2 separate regions of the Pan troglodytes genome follow, and region 2 is linked to region 1. Evidence: chromatin contacts called from public HiChIP or PLAC-seq data. All regions are on one chromosome and are shown on one strand. Each heading gives the region's core, a stretch centred on a gene start, on an enhancer-like site or on the middle of the called end of the contact. The rest is flanking DNA. Distances are from core to core; before and after follow the strand shown. Region 1 holds the start of BMP1 (bone morphogenetic protein 1). Region 2 holds the start of POLR3D (RNA polymerase III subunit D).

Region 1 (6,178 bases), core at 914-3,413:
GCCTGAGTATGGGGATGGGTACCACAGGCTGAGTAGGAAAGGGGAAGACCAGGCAGCTCCATGCCCTTTCCCCAGGTTCTGGAGATGAGCATTGGGGCGCCGGAAGCCCAGCAACGCCTGGCCCTGAGTGAGCACCTGGTTACCACTGCCACCTTCTCCATCGGCTCCACTGGCCTCGTGGTGTATGACTACCAGCAGGTGGGTATGCCCAGACCTCCTGACCCTGGGACCAATGACAAGGCTCTGCTAGAGCCACCCAGCTGGGCCACTTCATCCACATCCATCTCTCCCTCTCCTCCAGCCCTTTTTTGCCTGAGCCCCAGATTCTAGTATGACTCCCGTGCCCAACCTAGAGGGAGGTGGCTAAGGACCTGGGTCAGGGAGAGAGCAGGGCAGGGACCCCCGAATGATCTCCAGCATTCTGTGCCTAGCTGCTGATCGCCTACAAGCCAGCCCCTGGCACCTGCTGCTACATCATGAAGATAGCTCCAGAGAGCATCCCCAGTCTTGAGGCTCTCACTAGAAAAGTCCAGAACTTCCAGGTGTGTGTGTGTGGGTGAAAAGAGTGGGCTGTCTCCCTCCCAGGGCTGCTGGGAGGAGTGTCCGAATGGTGGCTATTTGTCACCTGTAAAGCACTGTTCCTCATTGGCTGCCAGCTGACTGCCCCTCTCCTATTCCCCTGCACGACTCCTTTCCTTCCCACCCCACTGCCAAGCTGCTGGGCTCAGCTGAGTCCACTCACTACCTGGTGGCTTCTGACTCTAGCACAGCCCCTCTTTACTGATGAGGAAACTGAGGCTCAGAGAGATTGCCTGATATACCTGAAGTCCCACAATAAGGGCTGCACATGGGATAGAAACTCACTTCCTAGATTCCAGATGGAATGCTCTCTGCAGGCCAAGCCCGCAGTGCCTACGTCTAAGCTGGGCCAGGCAGAGGGGCGAGATGCAGGCTCAGCACCCTCCGGAGGGGACCCGGCCTTCCTGGGCATGGCCGTGAGCACCCTGTGTGGCGAGGTGCCGCTCTACTACATCTAGGACGCCTCCGGTGAGCAGGTGTGATCCCAGGGCCCCTGATCAGCAGCGGAGGAGCGCTCGGGCCACCTTCCCGGGCTGTGGAGGAGCGGTCGCGCTGACCAGGCGCTGGGGCGTCCACTGAAGCGGGGTCATCCAGGCAACTCGCGGGAGGGGAAGCTCACAGACCGGTACTTCCCACTCTCCTGACTCTCTCTGTCCATCCTCAACATTCCTTTGCTTCACAGGGTCAGTGGAAGCCCCAAGGGGAAAGGAAACGCCCCGGGAAAAGGGTCTTTTGCAGCTTTTGCAGACGGGCAAGAAGCTGCTTCTGCCCACACCGCAGGGACAAGCCCTGGAGAAATGGGAGCTTGGGGAGAGGATGGGAGTGGGCAGAGGTGGCGCCCAGGGGCCCGGGAACTCCTGCCACAACAGAATAAAGCAGCCTGATTGAAAAGCAAAGGGTCTGCTTCTGTCTTCCTGCAGGGCGCAGTCCTGCCCTGGCGGGGGCCGGCCAAGAAGGGAAGGGCCTTGGCAGAGCAAAGTGGGGTTTGCCATTCGCCCTCTGTCCCAGGGCGCTGGGACACTGGGTCCACCTCGGCGGGGGAGAGGGGCTCGCAGGGAGCCATCCACGGGCTTTCGGCGCCCTCCAGCGGCGTCTCCGGAGGAGGGAGAGACACCAAGACAGCGAGAGAGACAGAGCGCAGAGAGCGAGACGCGAGAGAGCGAGGGTCCAAGAAGGGGAGATAGGGAGACGCAGGCGGAGAGACCGACCCGAGGCGGGGGCGCGGGGCAGGGGCGGCGCGAGGACCTGACAGCGTGTCCCGCGGCGGGGCGGGGGCTCGGCCGCGCGCCCGCGGGGGAGGCCGCCGCTAGAGGGCACCTCAGGAGCGACAGCCCTCCCGGCACCCCGGGGCCCGAGCTCCAGCCCCGGCCTCGCGGCCCGCGGCCCGGGCGGCCCGAGCCCCCTCCCCGGGCGCGCGGCTCTCCGCCTTCCCCGCCCCGGCTGGCGCACGGCCCGGCCCGGCTGAGCACTGTCCCAGCCCCGAGGGGGGCAGAGCTCGGGCGAAAACCCGCCCTCCAGCGAGCTCATTTCCCTAAAAAGGGGGGGGGGGAGTCGGAGGGAGGGAGGGAGGGAGAGAAAGAAAGAGAGAAAAAGAAGGAAAGGGAGAGGGAGACGGCTGGAGCCCGAGGACGAGCGCGGAGCCGCGGGCCGAGCGGGGGGCGGGAGACAGGAAGGAGGGAGGCGAGCAGAGGGAAGGGGAAGAGGTCGGGGAGCGAGGGCGGGAGCGGTCGCGGTCGCGAACGAGCAAGCAAGTGGGCGAGAGGACGCCCTCCCCTGGCCTCCAGTGCCCCGCTTCCCTCGCCGCCGCCCCGCCAGCATGCCCGGCGTGGCCCGCCTGCCGCTGCTGCTCGGGCTGCTGCTGCTCCCGCGTCCCGGCCGGCCGCTGGACTTGGCCGACTACACCTATGACCTGGCGGAGGAGGACGACTCGGAGCCCCTCAACTACAAAGACCCCTGCAAGGCGGGTGAGCGCCCCCCGGCCCCCCGGCGACGGGCCAGGCGGGGAGGCGCGGGCGGGTTCGGGCTTGGGGTTGGGGGAGGACAGTCCAGTGTGGGAAGCCGGGAGCTGCCTGGTTGGCAATGCAGTGGGGAACAAAAGAACGAGGGGGAGAGGGAGGGGGATTTGGGGGACTTTTCGGACTGAAGTTTTGCTGCTGTTGGTGGAAGCTGCTGCCGCTGCCTCTCATCTTCCCGGAGGATTCCAGAGGAAGTCTCCTTGCGTCCGGGGAAAACCGGCGGGCAATGCGGCTTTTCCTTCTGTAGGAAACTTTTCTGGCCAAACTCCTGTGCGTGTGTGTGTGTGTGTGTGTGTGTGTGTGTGTGTGTGTGTGTTCTTTCCCCTTCTCCCCCATCTCTCCTGCTCCAGGAGCTGGGTGTTTTCCAGCCTGTCTGGGCTGCCCTGGGGCTGCACATCTGTCTGGCTTGGATCTGGGAGGCCTGAGTCTCCAAGGAGCAGGTCCCCCGGCCACCACCCAGCCCAAGTGGAAGAAGAAAGTTTTTCCAGGGATTCCCTGAGATCGTGCTCTCTGGGTATCCCGTAGTTTAACCAGTAGCTGAAGCTTTCTGGGACTTAGGAGACAGCTGTCAAAGTCAGAGAAGCCAACCCAGAAGGGGGACTTAACTTTGTCCCTATGTGCCCGGAGACCCCCGCCAAGGCCAAGTTGGGGTGGAAAGAGGGAAAATACAAAGAGAACCCAGATATTGTATATCAGCTCTGTCACCCCCGAGACACCAGAGGCTAATTAGCTGAGGTCAGGACCCCGGAGTGTGTGTTTGCCTGTATGTGTGTGTGTGTTCTTTGTCTCTGAAGACTCTATGTAACCCCTTCACTCCTGCTGAGCCCAGAAGGGTCCTGCCCCTGGAGTGACCAGATGGCCAGGCACTCGGGCCATTTGCCTGATTGGATGACCCTGGGCAGGCTGTTTGGGGACACACAGGGACAAGATATCAGAACTTTTCCTTGACTTCCTGCCTCTCTGACTTCAGCTCATCTCCAAATAGCCAGAGCCAGGGGAAGTGGCATAGTTGCTAGAACTGGACTGCCTGTGTGGGGCACGAGGGGCGGAGGGGCAGGTTGCTCTAGTCCTGGCTCTGGAGACCCTGTTCAGGGACTCTCCTGGGAGGGTGGCCCACAGGCAGGAATAAGAGACCATCCAATGGAGGAAATCAGGGCAAATCCCTCAGCCCTTACCCCTCTACACCTGCTGGGCTGCGGGTAAACCAGGACATTTGCTGTCATTTTTCTTGCTGGGTGCTGGGAGTGGGTACAGGGCAGAGAGGACTGCGCATGGACTTTGAAGGCAGGCACATCTAGCTTTCAATCCTGACCCTGCTACTCATTATAGCTGTACCACCTCAGAATGGTAATGATCATGTCTGAACTGCCACTTTCACACCTGTAAAATGGAACTGCTCATACATCTTCCCATAGAGTTGGTGGTAAGGGTTAAATATGAAAAGATACATAAAACACTTAATAGTGCTTAACACACAGTCAGCGCTAAATAAATGTGGGCTCCCTACTCCCTGTTTTCTGTGCCTCAGACTGTCACTTCATTTTTTTGAGAGGTGTGGGATTGCTGGTGTCTCCTTGTGCCTCTTATCCATCAATCCATCAATACCTAATATGTGCTAGGGCCTGGAATGGATGTTGTGGGAGGTACTGAGACGTACAAGCTAGGACCCTGCCTTCAAGGAGCTTACAGTCCAGTAGGGACCCAAGACACCTACAGACATAACCAATAGCACAAACCAAGCCACACTGAGTGCCACATTGGAGGGTAGGATGCCAAAGACTCAGGGAGTTTCCTGCCCCTCTGCAGCCTGGTGGTGGCAGAGAAAAGTGATCACAGCAGGCTGAGAAGGTCTGGGGGGGTCTTCATGGAGGAGGTGGGGCTGGGGCCAGGCCTTAAAGAATGGGTGGGAAGCCATTCTGATGTCTTTCCCTTCTTGTTGGAAATGGGAGTGATTTTCAGAGCAGCAAGAGGCTGAGGGCTCTCCCCCCAGTCTCAGGTTTCATGCTAGGGTGGGGCTGGCTGAGTTGGAGCTTCAAGTAAGGGCTCTGGAGAAAGCACTCCAACTGGGTGAAGTGAGGCTGGTGGGGCGCTGGGCCAGGCCTGGGGGCGGCTGAGAGGGCCCCCGGGCCTGACAAGGCCAGGCCTTGGGTCAGATCAGGCCTCCCTCTCGGGTATGACTGACGCTTGAGATCTGCTGCCCACCTCTAGAGGAAACTCACATGGGCATTCCTAAGTACTCACACCCACACCCCTGTGCCACTGCCTTCCAGCCACAGGTCCCTCAGCTCTGTTCTCCACGTTTCCTTCTCCTGCCTGGCTTTGCTTCCTGTATCCTCTGCAGCCCTGACCTCCAGATGCTGGAGGTGACGATGGCAGGCATGCTGTCTCTGCTTCTTTTCAAGGGCTGGAACTGAAAGCTCCTTTGACTCCCACAGCTTACCTGTGACCTTTCCGGTTGCTCTGAGGGTAGCCACGCCCCTTCGTTGGACCATTACTGGCCGAGTTATGGTTGCCGTTGTAGTAAGGGCAAAATTAATATCCTTGATACCCTGGAGAGGTTCCTGGACCTTCTGGGTGAGACCAGGACATTGGGCAGGAAGGCAAGCTGGTCTGTTTGTGTGCTCAGAGCTGGTGCCACCAAGCCCTCACTAACCCTTGCCCAGGAAGATTTTGAGGCAGCCCTGATTTCCTGTATGTCAGGAAATCAGCCAAACCATGAAGGGGGTCCTTCTGCAAGATTCCCAGCACTGTTTGGCTGCCCCAGGTGACTAGCCAACACCCCCCCGGAGAGACCTTGGAGGCAGGAATTGGGACACAGTTGATCCCACAATCAGAGAAGCCCAGGGGCCTGACCCCACAGGGGTGGGGCTAGAAGCATGTCACACCCAGAGCTGGGTAGTGACCCTGTGCCAGTGAGGCCCCTGCTACCACCTCAACCTCATCTGACAGTCCAGAGTCTGCAGGAGCGGGAGGGGCAGCACTTACCAGCCCACATCCCCATCCCACCCAGGGGGACGCCTGGCCAAGGTTTGGACATCAGAGAGCCATAGAGGATTAGGGTACACCCTCTGAGGTCGAGAAGTAATCTCTCCTCTCACCAGACCACATTCCCCCTCTAGACAGCTGAGTCACCCCACCCACCCAGGCCCCTGCCCCTGAGTCACCTTCTTATTTCAGTGCCGCAAGGGGGGAGGAAAAAATTTATACTCTCCCTGGGCCCTACATGGGGCGGGGCGGGGCAGCGGGGTTCCCCAGGAAGAAGGGATTCTTAAGAAGTCTAGGCAGGGGTCAGTGGCTCATGCCTGTAATCCACTTTGGGAGGCTAAAGTGGGAGGATCACTTGAAGCCAGGAGTTTAAGACTAGCCTGGGCAACACAGCAAGATGCCCATCTCTACAAAAAAATTTAAAAATTAGCTGGGCATGGTGTCATGCACCCGTAGTCCCAGCTACTTGGGAGGCTTAGCTGGGAGGAGTTGGAGCTCGAGAGTTCAAGGCTGAGTCCAGGAGCTGGAGGCTGCAGTGAGCTATGATTGTGCCGCTGCACTCTAGTCTGGGTGACAAAGCAAGACTCTGTGAAAAAAAA
Region 2 (5,583 bases), core at 166-2,665, 80 kb after region 1:
CCGGGAATATAATCCAAAAGAAAACAAAAACAAAAAGAAAATCGAAAAAAAGCAAGTCGAATGTACCAGACATTCACTGCAGCATTATTTAAAACAGGGAAAAAAGAAACAATCAGGGAAATACTTAAATCATGATACAGCCACTGGAGAACTACGCAGTCTTTGATGTCGCAACAGAGAAATGTTATTTGAAAAAGGAGGATACAGGCCAGGCGCGGTGGCTGATGCCTGTAATCCCAGCACATTGGGAGGCCGAAGCGGGTGGGATCACTTGACCTCAGGAGTTCAAGACCAGCCTGGGCAACATAGTGAAACCCCGTCTCTACGAAAAATACAAAAAAAAAAAAAAAAAAAAAAAAAGAAAAAGAAAAAATTAGCCGGGCGTGGTGGCATGCACTTGTAGTCCCAGCTACTCAGGAGGCTGAGGTGGAAGTATGGTTTGAGCCTGGGAGGCAGAGGTTGCGGTGTGTTGATCGCACCACTGCACTCCCGTCTGGGCAACAGAGAGAAACCTCGTCTCAACAAAAAAAAGAAAAAAAAAAAAAAAAAGAAAGAAAGAAAAGAAAAGAAAAAGGACATGAAATTGTGATACAACTCTGTGAAGACTACTAGATACATTACAAAATTTTTAATAGTAGTACTCTACGTGGCATTCTGGTAGAAATGATTTCCTTTCCTCAAACTCCCCATAATATTGTTACATGGTTTTTATACGGTCTGGGGGATGGGGGATAACATTAAATGACACTTTTTATGTTAAATCACAAACGCTGGAGTCAACAAAAGTTCTTTAAATTCCTCCAGCAGTAGAGCAAACTTGGTATTCCAATTCCCTCCAGGCTTTGACCAAGAGCGCACACGAGGCCACCGCCTTCGTGATCTGAAGCGGGTGTGACTGGGCACCGGTTGGTCCACTGCGGCTGTTCCAAGCTGCCCCCACAGCCTCACCCCAGGACTCCACCAGGAGCACAGGGAAGGGGTCCCCGAAAGTGGGCGAGGTCGCTGCCCGGAGGTAGTGACCACTCCAAGGTCACCATGGAGAACCCGCAGACAGGGCTCGGTGTGGCCCAGGACTCCCCGACTCTTAAGTCCAGGTCTCACTCTCTGCGCCGCGCCGCGCCCCTCGCCCCATCCCGAGCAGCTACCCCCAAGCTCCCAGGGGCTCCGCCGAGGCGAATCCTCACATTGCGGCGTGGTGGCCGACAAGACCCGGGACCCTGATCTTGGCGCCTCCACGCCACCGCCCGGAGGCCAAGACCCCCAAGCGCCGCAGCATAGCGTAGCCCAGACCAGTCACCTCATCCTTTTTCGCCCTCTCAACCCAGCTTTTCCCGACTCCGGGAAGAACCGGGAAGAGAAGGCGGAGAGGAGCGAAGCGCCGCCTGATAAATACTGTGGCCCAGTCCCGCCCCCCGAACGTCACTTCCGTCCCGCGCCAAGATGGCGGCGCCCAGGCCCTGCCACGCAGACTTCCGCCCGGCGCGGAGACCGAAGGCTGGCGGCGGGTCGCGTTGCAGGTGAGGTTGTGACGCGCGGTGTGGAGCCGCGGCCCGGGTGCGTCCCTGTCTGGTTCCTGGGCGGGGTTCCTGGAGAGGGCGTGTCGCGAGCCAAAGGCTCTCACCTGGGTGGTCCCGGGAGTCTCCCCACGTGGGAGGGGAGGAGCTGAGAGGCCACTGGAGGGACGCACCGACTGGGGGACCGGAAAGCAAGGGGGTGGGGTTCCGCCAGGGTCCTCGTGTCAGTCCCCTCTGGTGATCTCGTCGCCCCTTCTCTCCCAGGCAACATGTCGGAAGGAAACGCCGCCGGCGAGCCCAGCACGCCGGGAGGGCCCCGACCTCTCCTGACTGGGGCCCGGGGGCTCATCGGGCGGCGGCCGGCGCCTCCCCTCACCCCCGGCCGCCTTCCCTCCATCCGTTCCAGGGACCTCACCCTCGGGGGAGTCAAGAAGGTACCCAACGGCGCGTTTCTAAAGAAACTCAACTACCTTGAATTCCAAGCCCCAGGATTCAACTAATGTTTGTGTAGGACCTACTGTGTGTCAGGACTGTCGTTGGGCCTCAAGCCTACCCCTCTTTAAATTCTAGGGAGTCTGTCCTACCTTCAAATCTAGGTACTGAGTACAAGATGTTGAAATGACTCCCAGAGGTGGTTGAAGGGCAGAGAATCCTAATAAGTTAAAGTCGTTCAAAAGCAATTTGAACAGTGTTTATTTACTTTTATTGTGTGTTTGGACATCTTTAAGAAACCCATGAAAGCCAGACAGGCATAAACTTCGCAGTCTTAGAGGGTTCAGAATTCACCATCTCTGTGTGCAAACTTTTTATCTAGAGTATGATGAATCCTAGGCATGGCATTCGAGGCTCTGTGGCCTCTCCCGTGTGTATGACTGTGGATGTCAAGAGTAGCCCAGAAAGGGGTGGGGTCAGGATGACAGAAGAACAAAGCAGGTTTTGGTTTTGGTTTTGGTTTTTTTTGAGAGGAAGTCTCGCTGTTGTCCCCCAGGCTGGAGTGCAATGGCACGATCTCAGCTCACTGCAACCTCTGCCTCCCAGGTTTGAGCGATTCTTCTGCCTCATCCTCCTGAGTAGCTGGGATTACAGGCGCCCGCCAGCATGCCCAGCTGATTTTTGTATTTTTAGTAGACACAGGGTTTTGCCATGTTGGCCAGGCTGTTCTTGAACCCCTGACCTTGTGATCCGCCCACCTGCCTCGGCCTCCCAAAGTGCTGGGATTATAGGTGTGAGCCACCGCTCCTGGCCGAATAAAGCAGTTTTTTGTTTTTTTGTTTTGTTTTTAACGGAATCTCTTTCTGTCGCCCAGGCTGGAGTGCAGAGGCACCATCTCAGCTCACTGCAACCTCCGCCTCCCGGGTTCAAGCGATTCTCCTGCCTCAGCCTCCCGAGTAGCTGGGATTACAGGGGCCCGCCACCGCGCCCAGCTAATTTTTGTAGTTTTTAGTAGAGATGGGTTTCACCATCTTGGCCAGGCTGATCTTGAACTCCTGACCTCGTGATCCACCCACCTTGGCCTCCCAAAGTGCTAGGATTACAGGCATGAGCCACAACGCCCAGCCATAAAGCAGTTTTTAAAAACCTAACTTTGCCTTGGAAAATTGTGGTGACAGTCCATAGTCACCTGATTGAGAGTGTTGGCAGATCTATGGCCTTCCCTACTTAGGCCTTGCTGCTAGAGCTGTTCCCCCATGATACTGACTGGTCTCTATAGCAGTTTGAAGAGAAGAGGTGAGACCAGAGAAATTCCTTTGCTTTTAGAAGTCCCAGAGGATCTTCTTTCAGAGGCAGAACCTAAGGCTGCTGGTTAAAAGTGGGTTTTGGTGCCCCCTTCTATGTGTAACTCCACTGCTACCACACTATGACATTCCTCCTTTTCAGGCACATGTGTATCTATAAAACTGACAACACTATGGAATGTGCCAACGAGAGCCATGGTGGCCTTGGTCTGTAGAAGATGCCCTTTGGGAATTTTTATTTTCCTCTGTACTTTGGGGTCAGAACCTAACACATCAGTGACTCCTGTATTTTGCTTTCAGAAAACCTTCACCCCAAATATCATCAGTCGGAAGATCAAGGAAGAGTAAGTAGCTAGGCCTTCTGAATACTTGCCCCTTATTTACTTGCTCTGAATTTGGGGCTTTGGGGGAAATAACTAGGTTTGTAGCTCCAAAATTTAAATTTATATCTTTAGTTCTTTTCACTAGTGATTTTCAACCCTGGCTCCTAGGTGATTCTGCAAGCTTTAAAAAATAAATAAATAAATAAATACTGGTGTCTAGGGTTCCATCTTTAGAAATTGTGATTTAACTTGCTGGCAGTAGAATGGAGTGATTCTCTTTGTTGCCCGAGTTGAGAGCCAATAGTTTAAACAAAGATGTATCACACTTTCCCTGAAGTTCCTTTGCATTTCTGCCTTCCTGCTTTCAGTCCCAATGCAAACAAAAATCTACATTTTTGGACAAGAAGGTAAAGTAAAGCAAACTGAAAAAATCCTGCCTCATCAAGGAAGTGAGAAAAGTGCTAGAATTAGGATTGGATTCTGCTTCTCATGGTGTAATTATTGGCTCAAACTCTCCACTGTCTTGGAGTGAAGTGGTATGGGAGAGTAAGGCCAGATTTTGGAGACACAGTGAGTGAGTGGTTTCCCTTAATCCATTCTTTTTTCCAGGCCCAAGGAAGAAGTAACTGTCAAGAAGGAGAAGCGTGAAAGAGACAGAGACCGACAACGAGAGGGGCATGGACGAGGGCGAGGCCGTCCAGAAGTGATCCAGTCTCACTCCATCTTTGAGCAGGGCCCAGCCGAAATGATGAAGAAAAAAGGTATAAGGAAGGAATCAGTGAATTTCAGTTCAGACTGCCCAAGAGAAGGGCGAGAACAGTGGAATTTCCCCACTCCCATTTCCGTTTTCCTTGCTGTTGGCATCTTCCTTATCGATCCCTAGTGACCTGGGTGATTTCCCACAGGGAACTGGGATAAGACAGTGGATGTGTCAGACATGGGACCTTCTCATATCATCAACATCAAAAAAGAGAAGAGAGAGACAGACGAAGAAACTAAACAGATCTTGCGTATGCTGGAGAAGGACGATGTGGGTACCAGGAGGCTGGGGGGAAGGGGTTTCCTTGTGGCTGTAGAACAGGGCTTCTGGGGAGCCAGGTGAGGGGTAGAAGAGCTTACTGATGTCCTGGAATCCTGGGGAGCAGCAGGAATCTTTGGTTAGAAAGGGACTAAAGCAGACTTTGATCCAGGTGCATGTGCCAGCAGGCTGGATGACCCAGACTCTCTTTGGCAGTTCCTCGATGACCCCGGCCTGAGGAACGACACTCGAAATATGCCTGTGCAGCTGCCGCTGGCTCACTCAGGATGGCTTTTTAAGGAAGAAAATGACGAACCAGATGTTAAACCTTGGCTGGCTGGCCCCAAGGAAGAGGACATGGAGGTGGACATACCTGCTGTGAAAGGTACTCTGTCGGTTAACTTCTCATCTCCAATTCCATGGCTGCTCCCCAGGAATCCCTTGCATCAGGCATCCCTTGCATGTGCCCCTGACTGCTGCTCATGAGCAGGTCCTCCCGTTCCGGCTGTAAGATACATGAGCTGAACAAAGATGCTCCATTCTCCCTCGCAGAGGGTTCCTGTGTTGACAGGGAGCAGTGGGCCCAGCCTCAGATGTCCCTTTTTAGATAAGTCACGTGAGACTTGAACGTGTTGCCTCTTGCCCCTCTCTATAACTGGTGCCTCCTTCTCACTCCCTGGCTGAGTGACAGTGGAGCAGACAGGGGCAAAGGGCTGGTAACAGTGAGCTGGTATGGAGGGTGGTCACGTGATAGCATTCCATGTCTATCACCCGGGCAGTGAAAGAGGAGCCACGAGATGAGGAGGAAGAGGCCAAGATGAAGGCTCCTCCCAAAGCAGCCAGGAAGACTCCAGGCCTCCCGAAGGATGTATCTGTGGCAGAGCTGCTGAGGGAGCTGAGCCTCACCAAGGAAGAGGAACTGCTGTTTCTGCAGCTGCCAGACACCCTCCCTGGCCAGCCACCCACCCAGGACATCAAGCCTATCAAGACAG

What was found. HiChIP or PLAC-seq counts read pairs in DNA pulled down with a chosen protein or histone mark.
Region 2: an H3K4me3 HiChIP or PLAC-seq map of stem cell-derived excitatory neurons shows a contact between it and region 1, with 2.1 times the contacts expected there. The contact joins the promoter of POLR3D here to the promoter of BMP1 in region 1. A contact is called at or near these places in 1 of 7 Hi-C or Micro-C datasets (stem cell-derived neural progenitor cells) and 1 of 1 datasets of contacts at active chromatin or transcription factors (stem cell-derived excitatory neurons).

The regions. Positions count from the first base shown.
Region 1 is chr7:30,492,511-30,498,688 of NHGRI_mPanTro3-v2.0_pri, forward strand. It overlaps BMP1 (bone morphogenetic protein 1), which reads left to right and starts at 2,164. Exons shown (of 21, transcript XR_010159434.1): 1 at 2,164-2,543. It overlaps SFTPC (surfactant protein C), which reads left to right. Exons shown (of 8, transcript XM_009454975.4): 5 at 76-198; 6 at 432-542; 7 at 897-1,047; 8 at 1,262-1,475. The coding sequence ends at 1,037.
Region 2 is chr7:30,573,234-30,578,816 of NHGRI_mPanTro3-v2.0_pri, forward strand. It overlaps POLR3D (RNA polymerase III subunit D), which reads left to right and starts at 1,416. Exons shown (of 9, transcript XM_001155075.8): 1 at 1,416-1,517; 2 at 1,779-1,948; 3 at 3,551-3,594; 4 at 4,183-4,334; 5 at 4,479-4,603; 6 at 4,808-4,976; 7 at 5,371-5,583. The coding sequence starts at 1,784. It overlaps MIR320A (microRNA mir-320a), which reads right to left and starts at 1,377; the gene lies at 1,297-1,377.